Regions from separate parts of the Mus musculus genome. Here region 1 is linked to region 2. Evidence: chromatin contacts called from public promoter capture Hi-C data. All regions are on one chromosome and are shown on one strand. The core of a region is the stretch at or near the end of the contact, and the rest is flanking DNA. Distances in the headings are between cores, read along the strand shown. Region 1 has its middle 6.6 kb from the start of Gm30687. Region 2 holds the start of Clec14a (C-type lectin domain family 14, member a).

Evidence for each region. Promoter capture Hi-C pulls out the DNA fragments that hold promoters and counts their contacts.
Region 1: a promoter capture Hi-C map of hippocampal neurons shows a contact between it and region 2, with 2.3 times the contacts expected there. The contact joins the enhancer-like site here to the promoter of Clec14a in region 2. A contact is called at or near these places in 9 of 39 promoter capture datasets (the 3T3-L1 cell line, 3T3-L1-derived adipocytes, cranial neural crest and 5 more), 1 of 484 Hi-C or Micro-C datasets (nephron progenitors), 1 of 115 datasets of contacts at active chromatin or transcription factors (heart atrium) and 2 of 9 other capture datasets (adipose tissue and liver).

What each region holds. Positions count from the first base shown.
Region 1 is chr12:58,428,767-58,431,893 of GRCm38.p6, forward strand. No RefSeq gene overlaps it. Among named protein-coding and RNA genes, the nearest start is that of Gm30687, 6.6 kb to the right of the region's middle. Within about 2 kb of position 1,410, at least 15 of the 459 cell types and tissues checked have an H3K27ac peak or open chromatin away from gene starts, as enhancers often do. A contact at or near this core is called in hippocampal neurons, where this site is marked.
Region 2 is chr12:58,267,589-58,270,631 of GRCm38.p6, forward strand. It overlaps Clec14a (C-type lectin domain family 14, member a), which reads right to left and starts at 1,670. Exons shown (of 1, transcript NM_025809.5): 1 at 1-1,670. The coding sequence starts at 1,246.

The DNA.
Region 1 (3,127 bases), core at 160-2,659, 160 kb after region 2:
AGTCTCAGTCTGGGAAATTGGAACTTGGTAATTGATTTCAACATCACTTGCTGCTATAGAACACTGTTTTCTGAGCACAACAGACATCACCATCTCAACGAGAGCAGCGGTGACTACCCACAAGAGACCCTCAAGATTAAGCCTATTGGTGTTCACTTACAAAAGATCGGGGTGGGGATGGTCATTAGACAGGCATCTGAGATTCAAGCCACCCACTCCTTCCTACACATTCCTCCAAGCTGTAGGTGTACATAAATTTCCTTTTTTTTTTTCTTTTTTGATTGCACTGATCTTATAGACTCATGAGATGATATAGTCTGCAGAGTGCACAAGGTCAGATGAAGAGCAAAGGATTTCTTCTATGTAGCTGAGGGCACTCAACAGGCATGATGGGGTAGAAAGCTTTGGGTCATCTATACTATAAATAAACCCTCAAAGATGCTAAGTCACCTTGCCTAGTTGTAAAGGCCCTGCTGTCAATTGTATGGAACACACGGGTGTCTAGGACTGATCTATTCCAGAAGGTGAAGCATTGAATTGGTCAAGAAGAAAGACACCAAAGAAGAAGTGTAGCTGATGTACCATGCCTCGTGCACATGCTGCACCATGCCTAGTAAACCTGATGCACCATCCATAGTGCACAGGAAACAGCTCTGCTTCCCTCACTCCACAGCATCTGCCTTTGAAAAGGAGCTGCGGTCTTGAAATAAGGAATGGGCAAGAGAAAAAGCAAGAGGGGAATGGACCAGAAAAAGAAAGAACAAAGGAAGATGAGAGAGCCAAGGAGACACAAAGGGGGCATGGTGGGTAGGAACTGAAAGAGATGAGGAAAAAAAATCTTCAATAGAAGCCAACTAATAGACAAGGAAAAGGGCCACGTCTATTCCCAACAGAATGAGACTGATCAGAGGAAAGTGTTAGTAGATTGTCACAGTGTTCTGCCTCATGCTACATAAAATATTAGGGACAGGACAGCTGATATTTAAATGCTTAATAGATTCTCAGTCTTCCAAAGCATGGAAAGAGCAGTGCCCCATGATGCACGCACATAAATAAATTAGGGAAACTATATGGTGTTCTGAGTGACTGGCTCTCAGTGAGGAGATAGAAAGGCGCCCTTGTCTCAGAGCCAGTGATCTTTGAAAAGGCGAGAGCTTTATGAGAAAATGCAAATGACTGATTCATGTGTATTTTTGGAGGGGGTATCTGGCATTTTAAAGAGTGTCTTGGTATTAAGAAGGCTAGACACAACATGAAAAATCATCCGCAAATGACCACGCTGGAGTAGAATGTTCTGACATTTTCCAAGAGCTCGTTTTTTTAGAACAATCGCTCTGTGTGTGCACTTCTGCAGAACTGCCCATGTTGCTGAAATCAAGCCCTTCTGGGATTCAATAGATGCACTATTTTTACACGTGCAAACTGTACAGGCTTTCTAAAATAAAACTGCTGGGCTAGAGACTCCATTATCCTACAACTTCCACAACTGAAAAATATCTTCTCTAGCTAGTAGCAGATTGCCAGCTGATGAAGGAATGAACAAATACAAAGGTATTGCTTTGATTTTTCAGAGCAGATCAAATATATATATATAGCCCTAGGAAGAAAACACTCCCAAGCCACTGCTTGTCCTGAATTTCTACCTACTTTGCTGTGGGATAGGGGTGGGAATGGTTCCAATCCATCCCTTTTCATAGTTGTTACTTACTAATTTGACTCACTGTGGGAGAATTCCAGTAGCAGATGTCATTCAGTTAGTGCCAGGTAAGGCTTTAAACATTTCATATGTCTTCACTCGCTGATAGACTGATTTTACCTGGCACCATCAAGGAGCGCTTGGACTCCTACTCCTAATTGGAATTTTAACAGTTATAGCTTCCTTCTAGGGTGACAAGAAATAAGATAGCAGAGAGAAACTAAGCTCATCTGTCAAGTCAGATCACACAAGTAGGTCAGAGCACACTGGCCCGAAGCCTTGGACAACTCAGGAGGCTGAGTGATTAAGATGCCTGATGCTGACATGTGAATGATCCCAAGGCTAGAAAGGGTGATATCTCCCTCAAGGCAGGGATTCCCAAAGGATGATCCATACAAGGGGGAAAAAAAAAGAAAAGAAACTTAAGCATTTGAGAATTAAAGACACTTCTATATTGTACTCCAACACACTTAGCTGGAGAATAATTTATAAAATATGTTCTAAAGCTTTTATAAATAAGCTCTCCCAAGGGTATGTCATGTAGGAAGCTATTGGTCTCAACCTACTAAGAAATCATTGCAGGGTTTCAATTAATGAATTAATTCTTAGTATGAAAGAGTTCTGATAAATCCATGAGGTATCTTGCTTGACTTTGGAAAGATGACAATATCTAGAACATTTTTAAAGAATGCCCTTACCTTAGGTATATGCTGGACACAGTAGATAGAGAAATCAAGAAATCTTCATTCCCATAACAACTAAAACAGAAAAGTTATAACTACTTCAATAATTCTAGTTATTCAAAGAAAAAGAAAACATGAACACTATTTGCCTTATTATCAGCAAATGCATGGGCTTTTTTAGAAAAAATTCCTTGCTGTAGAATTTTCTTAAGCCACAGACCTTTATAGCCACACACAGGATATGTACATCACAGTTTAAATGTATATTTTCAATGTGATAAATGTAATTTTTCTTTCATTGAAAGTTTGTCCTAACATTCTTATTCTGCTAGATTAGACTAAGGTCCGTGCTCTTCAAGATCTTCTCTGCTGTTTATAAAACAAACATTCACTGTGGTATGTATACCTGTCCTCACTGCTTCTAAATATACACTCTAAAGAGTAGAGGAGACAATACAGGCATCTAGTCGATGCACAGAGGATGGCTAGAATTTGAATGGAAGTCAATTGTACAAATTTTCTGCTGTCCCCTCAGAGGAATGAGAAGAAATTGCCATTGGAGTCAAATCTCTAGTTTCTTAGCAGCCGTGCTTCACTGTGACCACTGAAGGAAGGTTCTGAACGGTGGCGGCTCACTGCCATCCCAGGACTGTGTTCCTACAGGGACTCAGCAGCAGAACACTAGAGCTATTTCCTCTCCAAACATCAGGAATTGATGTCCCTTCTCCTGGGGTTTCTATCGGCTTTT
Region 2 (3,043 bases), core at 420-2,919:
TGTGGAAGCAGAGTTTGAAAAGCCCCAGCACTGTAATGGTCAAGACGACCAAAACGATAACTGCTATGCTCACAAGTATGAAGACCACCGTGGAAGAGGTGTCGAAAGTCAGAGAAACAGGGGGCGAAGATGTGTAGTTCAGGACCACGCTTCCTGATGGTGTGCCAGTGACTTTTGGCTTGGTTTGTGGGGTCTTTTGAATAGTAGGTAAAGTACTCTGTGTTCCCCACTGAAGAATCTCAGTGACCTGTGGCATCTCTCCTGGCTTGTCATAGACCTGACCTGGCCATGTTCTGTTTGTCACAGCACCTGCTGGAGTGGCTGTTACATTCCTGGTGGGCAACTTGGTCCCCTCGAGGGTTAGCTGTTCTTCAACTTTGGTCTCACAAGAACGTCCGTCCTTCCCCAGCTCAAAGCCCACTGCACATTCGCAGGTGAAGTCTCCCAAGTGATCTAGACAGTCAGGGAGCTCCACACACTTGCCAGCAAGGAGGTACCTCCCGGAACAGGGGCAGAGCACTGTCCCAGGGAAAAGCCCGTCCCAGTGTGCGCTTGTCTCTTCCTGGATGCAGGTGGACGAAACAGAAAGGTCCCCAGGACACATCGCACTCACCTCTGTCCCAGGAGGGCTGAAGTCCAGCGCGGAGCTGCTCAGCCGGAAGGGAGCTTGGAAACTCAAATTAGAGGCGGCTCCTGGGCGAGGTGCAGGGCACAGAACCTCAAACTGGTACTTGCATAGGTAGCCATCGGTGCGCAGATGACAGCGCATCTCCTTCCAACCAGCAGGCTCCACTCCCCTGGTGGCCTGGAGCGCAGCGCACTTTCTCACTGTACAGGAACGTTGTGGCTCTTCCACCCACGGTAGTGGGCTGTCCTCTGAGTCTTCTGAGTCCGGGTGCAACCAGGAGAAACCCCTTAAAGGCTCTTTCTCCTGAGTGCACTGTGAGATGCTGCGTTCCAGAGCCACCCAGAACAGAAGATCTTTGGAGCCTCCGCCAGGCCCGGGACCTGCACGCAAGAGCAGGAGCACAGCTTGAAACTCCGAGCCTGAGTGCACGGTGCTGAGAGTCCCGCCCCTTAGGCTGCAGGCCTCCTCCGCCGCCCTTCTCTTGAAGGTAGCGTGGTGAAGGCTGTAGCAAGCCCCCGAGGCCGAACAAGCTGCGCGATCGGCCGTGGGATGCTCCCCATTCCCTGGCCGAGGCCAGAACGCAGGACAGAGGAGGCACAGGGCAAGCGCTGGCCTCATCCTGGAGACTCAACATGCAGCTGCTCCCAAGTCCTCTGGTTTGCTGGAGGGCACGGAGCTTTCTCTAAAGTCACCGCCCTCTACAGCCCTTTCTACCACTATGTGTGCCCTCCCCTCGCCTCTCTTGAGCCCTCATCCTCCAACAGCTGAAAACTCCGCCACAACACTCCCTTGGCCAACTGCTTTCCCTAGGCCGTGACAGGAAATGTGTCCCAGAGCCCTGCCAGGCTCTTTTTGGCCCTGATTTATTCAGGGGTCAGGAACACAGCTGGCGCCTCAACGCTGGGCCAAGGGGGTCCAATGCCCCGCTTAGATAAGCAGGAGAAAAGAAGTTTGCCACCGGGATCAAGTGAGGCTCTTTTCTTGCTCACACTTATCTGGACTTTGGATCTCAGAATGCAGTGATGATCGTGGGCAGGAACCATAAGCCCACACCCGCCTATTGTGTTTATGTCCGGGACTGTGGAGCTGGCGTCAGTATAATTTGTAGACTGTTCCAGGCTTCCAGGAGGTTTCCTGAGCATGGTGCTGGGGGAGGGATCTTGTGAGGAATGTTCCTACTTCTTTCTAAGCTGGAGGCCTCACTAGTAAAACCACTGATCTCTAGGGGCAGCTCTCTTTCTTTACTGTGCCAAAGGAAACCCAGACGTGCAAATTGCCAGTCAAGGGGCCTAGAATTCCTTGGGGGCATTTTCAATGGAAAAATAGCTCCTCTGTTTGGCACTTGCCTTAAAGTTTAATTTGTACTTCTATTTGTTTATTTTTTAAATACCGGTGTTGGCTGGTTGGGGCAAATATTTACATCGAGGTGACAAACAATAGCCACAGGTCCTGATTATGGTGGTTTCCTCACCAGTACATGTGCTCAAACCCTCTTGAGGATATTAGGTCATATGCGAATGAGTTCACGGTCTTATAAAATCACATCTGTATGTGATTTTTATCCTTGAACTATGGAAAATCACAGCTCCTGTGATTATCTGCCAACATTTATAGAAGAAAAGTGTAAAAGGACACAAATAAAAGCTCAAAAATTTTTATTTTGAAAATCAAACTATTTATTCAATCATAATGCACATTCGACACCGGAAAATAATACTCTGTAATTTGAAAAATGATTGAATCAGCTACTCCAGGTTCCAATGGCTGTTTTGTTTTAATGTGCACACTTGCTCATTGGGAAGTGTGGGAGAATTAAAGAAAGAAAGGTTTGGGGGGAAAAAAAGGTTAAAATCAGCATTATTGTTAGGTTTCAATCTGGGACAAATGACTGAGTTGCCTATTTACCATATCAAAGAGGACACTGGCTACCAGGTTCTCTTGGCATCCCTTGGTCCCTATCTGTTACAGAGCCCTCCTGGCTGGCATACCCCATCCCATTTCCTGAACTCTCCATCACAGAGACCTGGGCTGTCCTTCTGATCTGGTTACCCACTCTCTTTGTACCTTTGGACTCTTGGCTGCTGCACCTGGTTCCCTCTCTTCCCTCTCCTCTCCCCTCCCCATCTCCCCACATGGGCCTAGCTATTTCTACAGTAAACCTCCTCCACCATACCTAGGAAGAAGGTCATGTCTTATCATTTCTTTTTTATTATTTTCATTCAATTATGAATGTTCTTTTATGTTTGTAGCAATTTAGAGAATGTTATACACTTATAATGACATGTGTCACTTGTCTGTCTTGATTCACAATGGCAAATGTCATGTGCTTAGAAACAGACTACATTTAGCCCTCTTAAAGAGGCAACCTGCTTGTAAGTGTTCGAAACCAGAATGGAAGTTGCTATCTCTAATGTG